Regions from separate parts of the Zea mays genome. Here all the other regions are linked to region 2. A link is a contact called in public Hi-C data. All regions are on one chromosome and are shown on one strand. The core of a region is the stretch at or near the end of the contact, and the rest is flanking DNA. Distances in the headings are between cores, read along the strand shown.

What was found. A called contact is a pair of places that touch in the nucleus more often than the background predicts.
Region 1: a Hi-C map of leaf shows a contact between it and region 2, with 6 times the contacts expected there. The contact joins the enhancer-like site here to the promoter of LOC100280884 in region 2. A contact is called at or near these places in 2 of 25 Hi-C or Micro-C datasets (ear and leaf).
Region 3: a Hi-C map of leaf shows a contact between it and region 2, with 2.1 times the contacts expected there. The contact joins the promoter of LOC100273777 here to the promoter of LOC100280884 in region 2. A contact is called at or near these places in 4 of 25 Hi-C or Micro-C datasets (ear, endosperm, leaf and 1 more).

The regions. Positions count from the first base shown.
Region 1 is chr1:87,988,059-87,990,823 of Zm-B73-REFERENCE-NAM-5.0, forward strand. No RefSeq gene overlaps it. Among protein-coding and RNA genes, the nearest start is that of LOC103637620, 110 kb to the left of the region's middle. Within about 2 kb of position 1,428, at least 20 of the 20 cell types and tissues checked have an H3K27ac peak or open chromatin away from gene starts, as enhancers often do. A contact at or near this core is called in ear and leaf, where this site is marked.
Region 2 is chr1:88,191,026-88,193,725 of Zm-B73-REFERENCE-NAM-5.0, forward strand. LOC100280884 (complex 1 protein containing protein) reads left to right here and starts at 1,405. Exons shown (of 3, transcript NM_001153804.1): 1 at 1,405-1,561.
Region 3 is chr1:88,446,555-88,449,254 of Zm-B73-REFERENCE-NAM-5.0, forward strand. It overlaps LOC100273777 (putative DUF231 domain containing family protein), which reads left to right and starts at 1,409. Exons shown (of 4, transcript NM_001148180.3): 1 at 1,409-2,003.

The DNA.
Region 1 (2,765 bases), core at 178-2,677, 200 kb before region 2:
ATTCGAATACTAAACTAGGGCTAAACTAGAGCTACTCCTAATGCGTAAGGTAAAAACGAGGAATAGATTTGATTTGGTCGATTGTTCGGGGGTTCAATCGGTCGTAGCCCTTCATCTATATAAAGGAGGAGGTCTGGATCCGCTTCGAACTGATTTTCCGAGTCAATCCCACGGTTTTAGATATCAAATCCCGCGAGAAACTAGGAACCCTAATTGTCTCTGCGCACGCGCGGACCGTCCGGCCTCGGGGCTGGACCGTCCGCGAGGCCTTTTTTGGCTTCTAACAAAGAGTTGTAAAAGAACTTGTATTTGAGTATTGTGAAGTTTGATGATTGTTTGTTGCATGAGAACTGGAGTTTATGATTGCATATGTATGTTGTATGTTATTTTGGTGAACACATATCGTGTGGATCAATTACTATTTACTGTGCAATGTGAATTGAGCAAACTAAAAATAAATCTTGTCAAAATTTTCTATTTTTTCCTGTAAAAAAACAGTAAAACCCGGTTCATTTTACAGTAAACCGGTAGTTTAGAGTGGTTTTTCACCGGTAAATCGGTTCGAATTCAAACTTATTTAAATTGGTCAAATCGGTCGGTTTTTATCGGTCGCCACTGATTTATTGTTATCGGTGGGTAGCGGTTATCGGTTGTCACCGCGTCAATGCGTAGCGCACGAAATCGGCTGTACATGCGGCCGTGTAAAGTCACTTGTCCGTTTCGTGAGATGGCATGGATAGAAAAGGTGGGGCGCGCCGCTGTCTGACTGGCGTTGCCTGGCCCCCGCCGTGACGGCGACTGAATTTGAAGGTTAGGTCGCATGCGCTGGATAACTACGGCCGTGTCCGTGTGGGCGTGGCACGCTGCAAATTATCTTTTCGTTGTAGAATTGTCAAAAACAAGCTGTACCGTGACTGGCACTACCGCCGGAGGCATACATACGATATTGTAAATTGCACGAAAGAAAGTATTAAAAACACATATATTTACGATATTTTGTAAACTCTTTTAGTACTCGTTTAGTGGAGCTCCCCTACATGATTATTTAGCTCCGAGAGCTGATTCTTTAATAGGGTGATTCTATAGCAGAAGTGAATCATTTGACGAAAATTGTTTAGTAAATAGACCATGAAATGATTTATGAGGGGTTCGAGAGTGATGAGTAGATTGGGAGCGGTGGAAAACATATTTTTTAGCTCACACTTTCTAGTACAAAATAAAGTCTAAATTCATTCTACCCCATCGTAAAGTAGTTTATATTTTTACCGTTTGAAAGCACACCATTTGTGAGCTCAAAAGCGCCACGCCACTGGTTGAAACAACCCTTTTTCCTTCACATGCAAAGTTGTACATCTACAGCGACATGCCTCGGCCGCACACTACCACAGTACGAGGCGCGAGGCGCGACGCGACACGACGCGAGCCGGCATATTGCTCCAGCTACAGGCCTACAAACGCTACAAACATATACGAGTACGCGACGCATGACCCAGGCAAAACTGTCCCTGCCCTCGCCACGCCGCCCGCCCACACAGAGCAGCCGGTCACGGCTGTGCATGGCCACGGCGCGACCGAGTAGGCGTCTGGCCACGGGCGACGCGCACGCCACGCCGGCGGTCGGCCCCGTGTCCGGCGGCGGCGGGCGGGCGCAGTTCAACCTGTCGTCGGGCGCGGCCACGGCCGTGGTGTTCGTGTCCATCCTGCTCTGCTTCGTCCTCCTCTGCACCTACTGCCGCTGCGCCCGGCAGCGGGCCATCGCGGGGGCGCGCCGCCGCGTCATGCGCGACCTGGTCGTCCCGGGCGTGTCGCTCTTCCTCCGCCCCTCCGCGGCCGCGCTGCCGCCCGTGCTGCCGTACGCGGCCGCGGCCGCCAGGAAGAAGGGCCTGCCAGAGGACTGCCCCATCTGCCTCGACGCCTTCGGCGAAGACGACGGCGTCAGGGTCGTCCCCGCGTGCGGCCACCTCTACCACGCGCCCTGCATCGACCGCTGGCTCGACGTCCGCAACTCCTGCCCCGTGTGCCGCTGCGCCGTGGCCAGCCTCTACGCCGCCGACCGCGACAGGGGCGCCGATGCGTTGACCGCCTTCGACGACGACAACGACGATCAGGAGGCCGTCCTGCAGCGCGTGGTCGCGATGATCGAGGCCATAAGAGACGAGCAGCAGAGAGAAGACGCGGTGGCGCGGCGCGCGCCGGCCGGTGGAGGCGGAGGGTCATGACATGATACACATGCGTCGTGCGTGGTTCGATTGCGGTGCAGGTGTAGCTAACTTTAACCTTGTAAATTTGTGAGTAGTCTCGGCGTCACAGTGTATAGGGCTAGCTATTGTGATCATTCATCGTTTTCTGACGGTAAAATTCTTGAATTGCGTATTCGAAATTGTGGCATGGGATGGGTGATCTTTTTCCTGGTCCAAGACATGGTCATGACCACCTCAGTATGGCACCTCTGTTCTTGAAATGCTCTGAAATCATGCACTCCCTCAGTTTTAAATTATAAAATATTTTCTCATTTCGGAGTATTAAATATACATTACATCTAAGTATATAAAAAACGTCCAGTAATCTAAAACGGAGGGAGGAAATAGTACCTATTGGCAGACCAAAGCAAGGTTCACAAGAGACATTTGTTTGAGGAATCACTTCATCTAAAATGAGGTGGTGCATCATGTGTTCATTATATTCCTCATATTCGTACTAACTAACTGACTATGAACAATGAGGTGACGATGAATCAACTTATTTTATTCCACGAACCAAACGAA
Region 2 (2,700 bases), core at 155-2,654:
CACATGTTTAGAAACAATAAAATAGAAGATAACATTAACAGACTTATCTCACTAGTAACTATTGAATAAATGTCAGTCAAAATCACATTAATAAACTCGAGTACTTCAGGACATCACACAACATTACCACTGAATTCACAAGCATAATTGGTGTTTATATTTCACCATCATGGAACAAATGAAATAGCACATGTATTGTTTCCTCAATATGTTTTATGATGCATGTCACCATGCCTATTATGAGCAAAATGAGTACAAGTGCCGAACAATAAATGCCAGACCCTTATACAATCATATATAGTTGCAATCAATCTGGGCCACAGTTACTACTTAAAGCTGCATGCTCATTATAATCAGGAATAACATGTAAGCACACTCCTCAACAAACCATGAAGAGGTGGAGCCATCTACAAGCACAATTATCTCCAGGTAGCAAAAAATTATCATTAAACACCAAGGAGGAAACTCTTTTTCTACTACAAAGAGTGCATATGTACACTTCAACCTGCCAAACAATGTATGTATCCAATTCTATCATTCTATGGATTATGAATCGATTGTCTGGTCCATCACACGAGGACAAATCGCCGTATCACATGGCAGTACTGAATCATCAACGGCAATTTTTTTCCAAACCCAGAATTCAAACGGCTCAATCTTGAGTTGCAATTCTTGCCCCTACCTAAAATTCCTAATGCATACCCTAACGATGGAACCAATGACCGCTCGACCTCGCACAAATCACCGAGCTCGCAAGTCGCAACGTATAATAATGAGAGAAACAAACAAACAAAAGTCTTCAGTGTCACCTGGCCGGCACGAAGGTTGGAGAACCTGAACTCCACTCGCTCCCCAAGTCGGTTCAAGGAACGCCTGCGCCGCGGTTTAGCCTCGACATCCAGCCCTCACCCCCGTCGCCGGTTTGGACGTGCGTGCGCAATCAATCTGGCTTCTGGCCTCCTCTGCGCCGTAGCGCTATACCTGTATGGATCATTGCGATATACATGCAGGGGTAATACCTGCATGGATCATTGCGACATGCAAGCAGAGGTAAAGGATTGAGGAACCAGGCTGAGGCTCGACGAAGACGTGAAAAGGGTCGCTTTTTTTAGCTGCTAATAATACCTTTGTTCTTCAATATTTATCGTCGGCTAATTTATTTTTAACTTAAAATGCGATAAATAAAAATAAGAGTACAAGTTTTACGGCGGTTGGAATGTGCGCACAAAAAAAAATGTTCGGGAATTATATCAACAGATGTTCTAGCAATAAAAAGACAATATTAATAACTTTTCGGTAAAACAGAGAGAAATATCACTTTTGTGGGCTTAACTCCGGCTAGGCCGAAACCGGTTGATTGGACCGAACTCTAGCTTACATGGGCCGAAAACTGCATTTGTGAGTGAGACCAGGAAGAGGCATTGGTCGGACCCGCGTGGTTCTCCCGTGTCCTCTCTCTCTAGTGTCGACGAGTGGGCGAACGCCGCCACCGCCTTACGCCAGTCGCCAGGCGCTCAGGTTTTCATCTTCGGGCCCTTCACCGGCGACCAGCACCCAACAGGTACCCCACCCCTTCTCTTCCGTTCCTGCTGTGCGGAACCGAGCGCCCAAACACTAGCTTAAGCTATTTGCATTCGTATCTGATCTGATACAATTACTTAGTGTATGTTTCGATCCATTAGTATTAAACATTAGCTAGCTAATAACTGCTATTTTTTAGCTAGCTAATTTTAGTAGTGGGTGTTTGGATTCACTAGCTAATAAGGTGGTTCGACAGTTAATTGCTATTAGCACCTATTAGCAACTTCAAACCTGCTAGTGGAACTAATAGGTACCAGCACCATCTAATAATTAGCAGTTATATTTGGATCCACTAGCTAGTACTAGTTTTAGCTGCTAATTTTTAGTGAAGAGTGAAAACGGACCCAAATAGGCCCTGTGTAGTATACATGTTTTGTGCCTACAAACTTCATTTTTTTCATATTGTATAAAATATTATTTGGTGTACATGTGTATACACGTCTTTCACTGGGTTCGTCACCTTGTTGCAGTTATGTTCCAGGCTTCCTGCAACAAGCCTTGATCTCTGGCCCATTTCTGCACATAGAAGTAGGAAAGAGGGCATAGGATGTTGGCATGCTGCAGCTTATCTGAGAACCATCGTGATTAGATACTAACCGATGAACATCGAGCTGGGAAGCAAGGGACAGTTGCTAAAGTCCTCAAATTGGTGTTAGTAGTAGCAGCAGAGTCAAGAAAAAACTTTGATAGTGACCATGCTTAACATGAGTAGTCTTTTTTTCTCCCAAGTGATGCCTTGCTGTACTTTAGCCCATTTCTGATCCTGTCCTACTAAAATTGCCATCATAGGTTCGTGGTGTATTATTTTTCCTAGGAAAACAAAATCTTCTACATACACAAATTCTTTTGTATTAAACTTATTGTACAGTGTCAAAAAAACTGTGTTGAAAACATCCCCGTAAGAGGCCCCTGCCTTATCAGCCATAGTTCTTGTTGTGCTTACATGGATATTAAAGGGCTCTATGCGATAATAGTTTATTACTATGAAACTGTGATAATAAGCAACATATCTGTGGTTCATGTTTATCAAAGTTCCGCTCACTTAATATGCGTGCCATATTTTTGAATTAACCAGCAGTGTCTTATCTTCGACGCATGGTTAAAGGATTATAATGAAGC
Region 3 (2,700 bases), core at 159-2,658, 260 kb after region 2:
GTTGGTAGAGCTCCGCTCTTGCAATTGGGTCGTGCACTTGACGGAAGGAAGCAGAGGCCCTAGCTCCCTTCCTATGCGGGAAGCGAGGGAGACGGGTTCATCCCCCTAAGGGGAGGGTTCCGTATACCAAGCGGTACTGTACGAGCGGAGCGACCATTAAGCGACCGTAGGGAGATTAATGCGAGCGGACAACAACGAATGCCTTTGTGAAATCTAGTTGTAGTAAAGTAAAGTAAAGTATAGAGATTTGAACGTTGATGTTTTCCCAAAAGTCTTCGTAGACCTCTTTACGATGAAAAATCTTTTTGTGTAATTCTAAATGTGAAGCAAGTCTCCGTATCTTATTGGTGAAACTGAATACTTGAAATTCAACATAACCCTTGTTTTCTTGTTTTTCTTCTTTAACCATAAATCAACATTTTTTTTCTACCTCCTTTCTTTTTCATGTATTTTTCTGATCAGGAAAAAAAATTTATGTCAGTTATTTTTAAGTTATTCTAATCACGTACACATAAAATTTTGCAATTATTCATCTACTGCTGGAATCTGGAATTTGGATTTATTTTATCGATGCAAATTGGATTTGGATAGAAGGGTGCGTTCTTTTATTTTAGATAGAAGAAACATTTCTTCTCTCTAAAATAAAAGAATTTTGCTGATTTATTTATTGCTATATCTAATTTATAGAATTGATATACCATTTAATTGATATCATTAAGCAAAATGAAACACAACATATGCATCTATCTTTGGGCTCGAGAATTTCACGGGATAGAGATACAGTATAAGAAATAGGCTATTAAGTAACTCTAAATGAATTGTGGATACATCTGTATTCTCAACATACTGAAACGACTGCCGTTATTCGTATCAAACCAATAGCGATTCATAAAAGCTAAATCTTGTAATCAATGGTGGGCCAATAATGAATTTTTTTGCATATGTATTAAGACGCTTGGTCTGATTTCGAAATTGTCCAGAGTTTTTTATGTTGTTTTTATTGCAAAATGATGGATCTCCTTCCGCACCTTGAAGATTGAGCAGTGCTGAATTCGTCTAATTTGATGCCAAGGGGCTGATCAATGCTGGATTGGTGTTCATCCATGGATCCAGAGAGGAGAATGTTGGAATAGTTGGTTTGGTGTCCTGTGACTATGAGCACGGTAGTGCTTCAGCTGCAATCTATAGACTGCTGCACTGGATTGTCCGTTTTGGATTAAGTCAACTGTTTGGATTGCTGTAACTTTAATACACAGATAGAAGCGTAAGAGAGTCTTGCCAGGGAGATTTGCTCTATGCCACTTGCAAATTGCAAAGCTCAGAAACCCAAACCAGCAAGGGTACGAGGTACCCAAATGCCAAGTTAGATCCAGACTCCAGAGGGAAGGCCGGAAGGGGGACTGGGGGAGGGAAAAGAATAACTGAGGAAGCGGGCGGTGCCTGCCTGGGTGCGCGTCGTCGCCAGACGCGGGCGCAATGCCGCGCCTCCGCCTCCCTCTGGTCCTCCTCCTCCCCATAGCCCTCACCATCATCCTCCTCATCCTGTTCCCATTTTCCCCAAGCCCGCGCTCGCCCCCGCCTCAGCCACTCCCCTGCGGCGCCGCGCTCTCCGATGCGGCGGACGGCCGGTGGGTGCCGACCCCATCGCCCGCACCGCCGCCACTATATTCTCCGTCCTGCCCCTTCCACCGCAATGCCTGGAACTGCCTCCGCAACGGCAGGCCCCAGCTCGCGGCGCTCTCCTGGGCGCCCGCCCGCTGCGGCGGCGCCGTCGTGCCGAGGGTCGACGCCGCGGGGTTCCTGGCCGCTGCCAGGGGGCGACGGATTGGGCTCGTGGGGGACTCGCTGTCTGAGAACCTCGTTGTCGCGCTCCTCTGCGCGCTCCGCTCGGCGGACGACGGCGCCCGCAAGTGGAAGCGGCGTGGCGCGTGGCGCGGAGGCTACTTCCCCAAGGAGGACGTCGTCGTCGCTTACCACCGTGCCGTCCTGCTCGCCAAATACACGTCAGTGAGTGCTCTATGCTGCTGCTTTCCTGGTTTGTTTAGTTTTTAACATAGTTATTATAGGAGCAGTCTTTCTAGTACTCTGAGATTACCATGAATGGTACCTAGTATTAAGTTGCATGCACCAACCAATTCAACCCAAAAGCTTAAGCTGATAGGAGAAGGTGGACAATTCACTTATATTATATTCTAACACCCCCCTCACGTCGAGCCTCTTTTTGGTCTCTGACGTGGATATAGGAGCGAGCAACAATTATTTTATTTAATTGTGCTAACCAGGATTCGAACTCGAGACCACTGGCTCCGATACCATATCTGATTGTATTCCAAGAGGGTGAACTGGAGTACATATATATGCGCATAGGAGGCATGCAAGCCTACCATAAATGACGCAATCACATCCACAAATCAAGGCCTAATTACATCATGCTAACACTCCCCCGCAGTCTAATCTGGAGCATCGCTAACAGTTAGGCTGGACCGAAACTCCTGGAACACAGAAGTAGGAAGACCCTTGGTGAAGATGTCGGCGTACTGAGATGTCGTAGGGACATGGAGAACTCGAACGTGACCGAGGGCGACCTTCTCTCGAACGAAGTGGAGATCGATCTCAACATGTTTTGTCCGCTGATGCTGCACAGGGTTGCTAGAGAGATATACAGCACTAATGTTGTCACAGTAGACCAAAGTAGCACGA